Linked DNA regions of Mus musculus: region 1 is linked to region 2. A link is a contact called in public HiChIP or PLAC-seq data. All regions are on one chromosome and are shown on one strand. The core of a region is the stretch at or near the end of the contact, and the rest is flanking DNA. Distances in the headings are between cores, read along the strand shown. Region 1 holds the start of Kcnj2 (potassium inwardly-rectifying channel, subfamily J, member 2). Region 2 overlaps Map2k6 (mitogen-activated protein kinase kinase 6).

Region 1 (2,700 bases), core at 65-2,564, 640 kb after region 2:
AGGTGGGTATCCACTCAGCAGCTCAGAACGGCTCCTTTCAACACTCGTACACATAAAAGTGTGCCCTGCTCCTACCACCTAGAACGCGAAATATTTTGTAGAGGTTGTTTGGTGACTCAAGGCAGTCTTTACGGGCTTAAGTTAAAGGTAGGCAGATGCTTTGGGGTGCTTGAAGCATATTCATTAAACCGGACTGCAAAACTCCGTGGAAGATAAAAGACTCCTAAACGCATCATGTCATTTTAAAAGCAAAGCTTCGCTACGATACCAATGTACTCAGAGATAACATGCACCTGCTTTACACACTCAGTGGAGAATTCATTTATAAATTGTCAGGATGCAGGTGCTAACCGAGGCTGGTTTTTGAAGGTCTGCAGTACTCTTGCCTGGTTGCTGGGAAGGAGGACGGGGAGGCGCTGGAGCGAGGGCAGAGCTGAGAGTCTGTAGGAGTTGCTGTTCCAGAGAATTCATTACTCTCTAATTGTTCTGGTTTTACATGAGCAGAGCTTGCCGGGCGGTGGTGGAGAGAAAGATCGAGGGCGAGGGCGGACAAGGCGAAAGGAACCAGCGGCTCCCTCCCTTCCCCCACACATCCCAGAGAAGTCTAGGCGCATTTTTTTTCTTTTTTTTTTTTTTGTAAGTAATTCACCATCATTTGCGAGGAGAAACGGCCCAGTCAGACAAGCAATCGCTAGCACATCTAAATTTTGCAGGGTATTGAGTGCGGGTCCCGGGACCCTTTCCAGGTTTAATTTAAGGATTATCCGCAAGCTGCAGTTGAGTGCTCTGTGGGTTTCCACAGTCTACAGGCTGGAAAAGGGCTGGAGGGAGACGCACCCCAGTGGTTATTTATTCCCTCCCTGCTGTAGACGTCTTTCCCAGGCACTGACACCTCTCGGGCCCTTATACAGGAACACGTACAGCCGGCCTCCACTGTGGAAAGAAACCGGGAAGTGTGGGTCTCACAGAACCCAGTAGGAAGCTTTGCCCAAGGCCAGGCTGCAATTAGGCAGCCGCATGGAGGCTGAGCTTCCCACCTGTTGCTGTACCCTCTGGGCCGCGACTTCCTCCTCCTCAGCCCAGAGCTGGACTCTCAGACCAGGCTAGGCAGCTGGAGGAGGTAGAGGAAGCCACAGCAGGTTCCGAGGCTGGCAGAGCCAGGGTCCGCGGGTGTAGAGATCCTCCTCCTCCTCCTCCTGATGGCGGTTCCCGGGGCGGGGGAAGCGCAGCCACGTGCGCTCCGATTGGCCAACAGTGGGCAGAGGGCGGAGCCAACAAGGCCGGTTATCACAAGGACCGCCTCCAGGCTATCGCAGAGCGCACTGGAGCCCTGGCCAGCGCGCAGCCTTCCCAGCACCGGCAAGCAGTGTCTTGGGAATTCTCACTTGCTTCGGCTCATTCTCTTTCACAAAAACCACTGGATCTTACATGCTTCTGTAATCCCCACTTCCACTCCATGTCCCCATGATCCTGTACCAGCAACAGGTAAGGGCTTCTGTGTTTTCTTCCTGTTCTCTTCTGGGTTGTCTGTGTGTGTCCAGGGCAATGAACTTGCTCCACAGTCCTCTACCCTACAGCTCCGGCTGCTCCGGAGGTGCCCAGTTGTCAGGCTGCTGTTAATGCTTTCCTCCCGCAAGCTTTGGAGTCCCGGCTCATTGCCTATATAGTTTGTGTGCGCACCAGAACATCCTCAGAGCTAAAAATACTGAGACACGCTTGGAAGAGTTGAGCAATAGAAACAGATTTCTCTGCAGCATCTGTTTGTGCTCATAACTTCCAATGCACCAGCTGTAGGGAGATATTGGGTTTAGAGTCAAGCGCGAGCCTGGCGTGGATTCTTCCTCTTATTGCGGGTGAGAGGGAGGAAGAGAAGGAGACTGGGGCTTGATCGGACCAAGAGACTTAGCACTTAATCTAGATCCTTGGTGTTTGGGGAGGGGGAGTCCTTGCTACAGATACAGCACAAAATTCCAGAGTGAGCTTCTCAAGTCTCAAAGTTCCTTTGCTGAGAAAAAAAGGAAAAAAGTAGCAGCCAGAGTTGGATTTTAGCTTCAAGACCGCAAAACTTTCCCATCCGATGTCGGTCTCCCCTAAGTACTTTGCTATTCTTAGTAATAATGGTGTAAATTCCTCATTTGAAGACAGTGTGGTTTAAGGGAAGCAATGATCGAAGCAACTTGATTCAGGGAGGAAAACGACTGCATCATAACTAGTACTCCTATGACAGTTGAGGGAAAAACCAAGTTAGGAAATGGGTAGTCGCACGTCCGTCTGCTTCAGTCTGTCAGTGGAGATTTGGATGAGGTTATCCATTCTAGAGATTTTCACAAACTCCGAAGATACCTGGCAGTAAATAAAGGCATTGCTTGAAAACCTGTTTTGGTTAAGCACAGAAGAGAATTAATATATCTCCTTTAATCATTTGTTGTCTTTTCCTATTAATAATTAATAGGCAGTCGTATTTCCTCTTGGAAACCAGCTCTGTAGGTGCACTGTGAGCTACCATTACACTTGTCTTTCTCTTCTTACCCACATCTAAGGGTTTTATTTTTATTTTCATTACATAGTTGAGTACACACACACACACACACACACACACTCACTTCCCAACGCTCAGGAGAAAAATAGGTTACTTCAAGTATGGTGGGAACAGTGACAGTCAGGGTCAAGGTCATCTCAATTTGTTTTGTGCCTCTCACT
Region 2 (2,700 bases), core at 4-2,503:
AACTCAAGTCTTCTGGGGGCTGGGGGGGGGGAGAGCAATTATTATTAACCACTGAGCCATCTCCCCAGCTCCAAGAGTGGTGTGTCTTTGAATGTTGTATTATTTTTGACGACCTCTGCTATCTCTGTTGTGTGTGCGCACGCCCGTGCTTTTTCTCAGCTTGACACAAACTAAAATCAACTGGGCAGAGGCAACCTCATCCGAGGAATTGTCTCTTTCAGATTAGCCTGTGGGTCTGCCTATGGGGGCATTTTCTTGAGGAGTGATTGATGAGGAGGGTCCAGCTCACTGTGAGTGGTGCCATCCCTGGGCAGGCGGCTCTGGGTTGCATAAGAAAGCAAGCTGAGCAAGCCATGAAGAATGAGCCAGCAAGCAGCATTCTTCTAATAGTCTCCGTTTCAGTTTCTGCCTCTAGGGTCCTGCCTAAATCCCTGCGTTGATTTCCCTTGGTGATGGAGTGCTACCTGGAAGTATAGTATGAAGTAAACGCTTTCCTTTCATAAGTTGCTTTTGGTTAATGTTTTATCACAAGAAAAGACAAACAAATATGGTAGGTAGGCAGGAGTATCTCCTTGCTACTCCCAGGTGGGGGTCAAAGTACAGATTTCTCCTTGGCTTTACTGATGCCTGGAGTGATGGGTGTCTGTTACTGCTGGGTGACATTTGTCCAGACTCCCTAATAGCTTTTACCTTACATCTCCGTGGTTTAGAGGGGCACCCAGTTGCTACGTCCAACGTAGTCTTTATGGGGCTATTGAGGAAATGGCCCTGCTGCCACTTCCTATATAAAGAAACCTGGCTTTATATGACCTTGTCTAACACAATCGTTAGTGGAAGAGGAAGTGACCCTTTTAAAAAAAATGTAATAACTTCTTTGGATTGTGCTGACTACCTTAACTTACTGGAAATCCACTTAGCTATTTTGTTGATAGATCACTCTTATTTTTCTATCTATTTGATTGCTTCCTCATGGCTTCCCCATCTACTTCCCATATGTGGACTTTTTTTCCAGAAAGGGCTTTCCCCTGAGGCAGGACTTTGTCCAGGGACACTGCACTGAATCCGGTCCTCTGAGCACTGTCTCACATCATGTGACTGCTCGAGCTGTCCCCTGAAATCCTCCCACTCCTTGAAACTCTAGGCCCACAGTCTTACTCCCTGAGTAACATTTGTGCCTCTACGTCTGCCACCACTCTTCACTGCTCCAGCACACAACGTGTGTTTCCTCTTGCCTTCTGGTCTCTTCCGGTTCTGCTTCGTCATCTGTTTCTTAACCTCTCTCCATAATGATGTCATCCTTCTAAGCCTGTGCACATTAAACCATCCGGTGCCTTACTCGGCCTCATTCATCTTTCCCTACCCGGGATTGTATTGAGGACAAAAAAAAAAAAAAAAATCACACATTAACTACGCTTCCGCGACTTGTACAAGCCGTGCAACCTTGAAAGCTTTATTAAATTCAGCTTCCGTTTCTGTGAATTGGCAATGAAGATAATAGCAACTACAGAGCCTCGATTCAAGGATAGGATGAGTTCTCTGGGTGCACCATCCACACGTCCTTGAGACCTCAACCATGGCAGCTCTGGGGGGTTGGGGGCTGTGTCTACTAATGTGCAACACTTTTCCTGTCCTATTGCTTGATCGCAACCTTGGTGTTTCCCTGATTGGCTTGCTGAGGTTCCCCCTTGTCTTCGCCTTTCTAAAGCATCCAGTTTATATGCAGCTCACTTGCTGCTCTCTAACTTGCACTGTTGATGTGTTTTGTGCCTTTCTTTGAAAAGGTTTACTTTTATTTTATGTGCGTAACTGATTACCGGCTCGAGTGCATGCTCACCACAAACATGCAGGGCAGTGAGTGCCCTTGGAGGCCAGAAGACGACATTGGATTCCCTGGGATTGGGGTTAACAACTGTTGTAAGCAGCGTGATGTGGGTGCTGGGAGCTGAACCCCCATCCTCTGCCATAGCATCTAGTGTTCTTAATGGCTGAGCCATCTCTGCAGACCTCTTCTTTAAAAATAACTACTCATTTTACTTCACTTAAATGTATTATCTATCTATCTATCTATCTATCTATCTATCTATCTATCTATCTATCTAATCATCCTCCTTATACGTTTGCTTGTTCCTTTGAATGATAGTTCTCTTTTTCCTTCAGATTTTGTACATCTATCTGGTTGTAGCTTAAGTGCCAGAGTGTTCTGTAGTGTCTCCCTCCCATCCCACTCTTTCCATTTTTGCATTTGGTTAGAGCTGGATTCACTGAGCCATAGACTGAGGCAACATAAGGTACCATGTCCTTCTCCCCTCCTGGCCCGCTTAAGGGGGTTCTGTATGCTTACCCAGCTCCCTGTGTCAGTATCAGACCCTGCCTGCTCTATAGCAATCGATCACTGAAATTTGTAGACTCTGCATTCTTCACCTCTCAATTGACCCAAGTCTGAGTGCTGAACCCCGGGAGGCTCTGAGATAATAATGGAAGGACCGGACTGTGTCTGTGAACTTGCTCTTGGGACCAGACTGATGGTCCCCCCCCAGCCCCTCACTTGGCTTACCTTAATTTGGAGTAAGACTTCAGTTGTTCCCGAAGATCACAAACTATTGTGAATGGGTGGGGGAGGGGGCAGAGAGTACAGAGACATCAGACATCAGGTAGTACAGTAGCAATATCAAGAAAGTAGTAGTTGGGGCGGCTGGGGGG

What was found. HiChIP or PLAC-seq counts read pairs in DNA pulled down with a chosen protein or histone mark.
Region 1: an H3K4me3 HiChIP or PLAC-seq map of bone marrow-derived macrophages shows a contact between it and region 2, with 6 times the contacts expected there. The contact joins the promoter of Kcnj2 here to the enhancer-like site in region 2. A contact is called at or near these places in 3 of 39 promoter capture datasets (embryonic stem cells, hippocampal neurons and liver), 5 of 115 datasets of contacts at active chromatin or transcription factors (astrocytes, bone marrow-derived macrophages, embryonic forebrain and 1 more) and 3 of 9 other capture datasets (adipose tissue, embryonic stem cells and liver).

Annotation. Positions count from the first base shown.
Region 1 is chr11:111,064,850-111,067,549 of GRCm38.p6, forward strand. It overlaps Kcnj2 (potassium inwardly-rectifying channel, subfamily J, member 2), which reads left to right and starts at 1,315. Exons shown (of 2, transcript NM_008425.4): 1 at 1,315-1,485.
Region 2 is chr11:110,426,143-110,428,842 of GRCm38.p6, forward strand. All of the region lies in intron 1 of Map2k6 (mitogen-activated protein kinase kinase 6), which reads left to right. Among named protein-coding and RNA genes, the nearest start is that of Map2k6, 28 kb to the left of the region's middle. Within about 2 kb of position 1,254, at least 115 of the 459 cell types and tissues checked have an H3K27ac peak or open chromatin away from gene starts, as enhancers often do. A contact at or near this core is called in adipose tissue, bone marrow-derived macrophages, forebrain and 1 more, where this site is marked.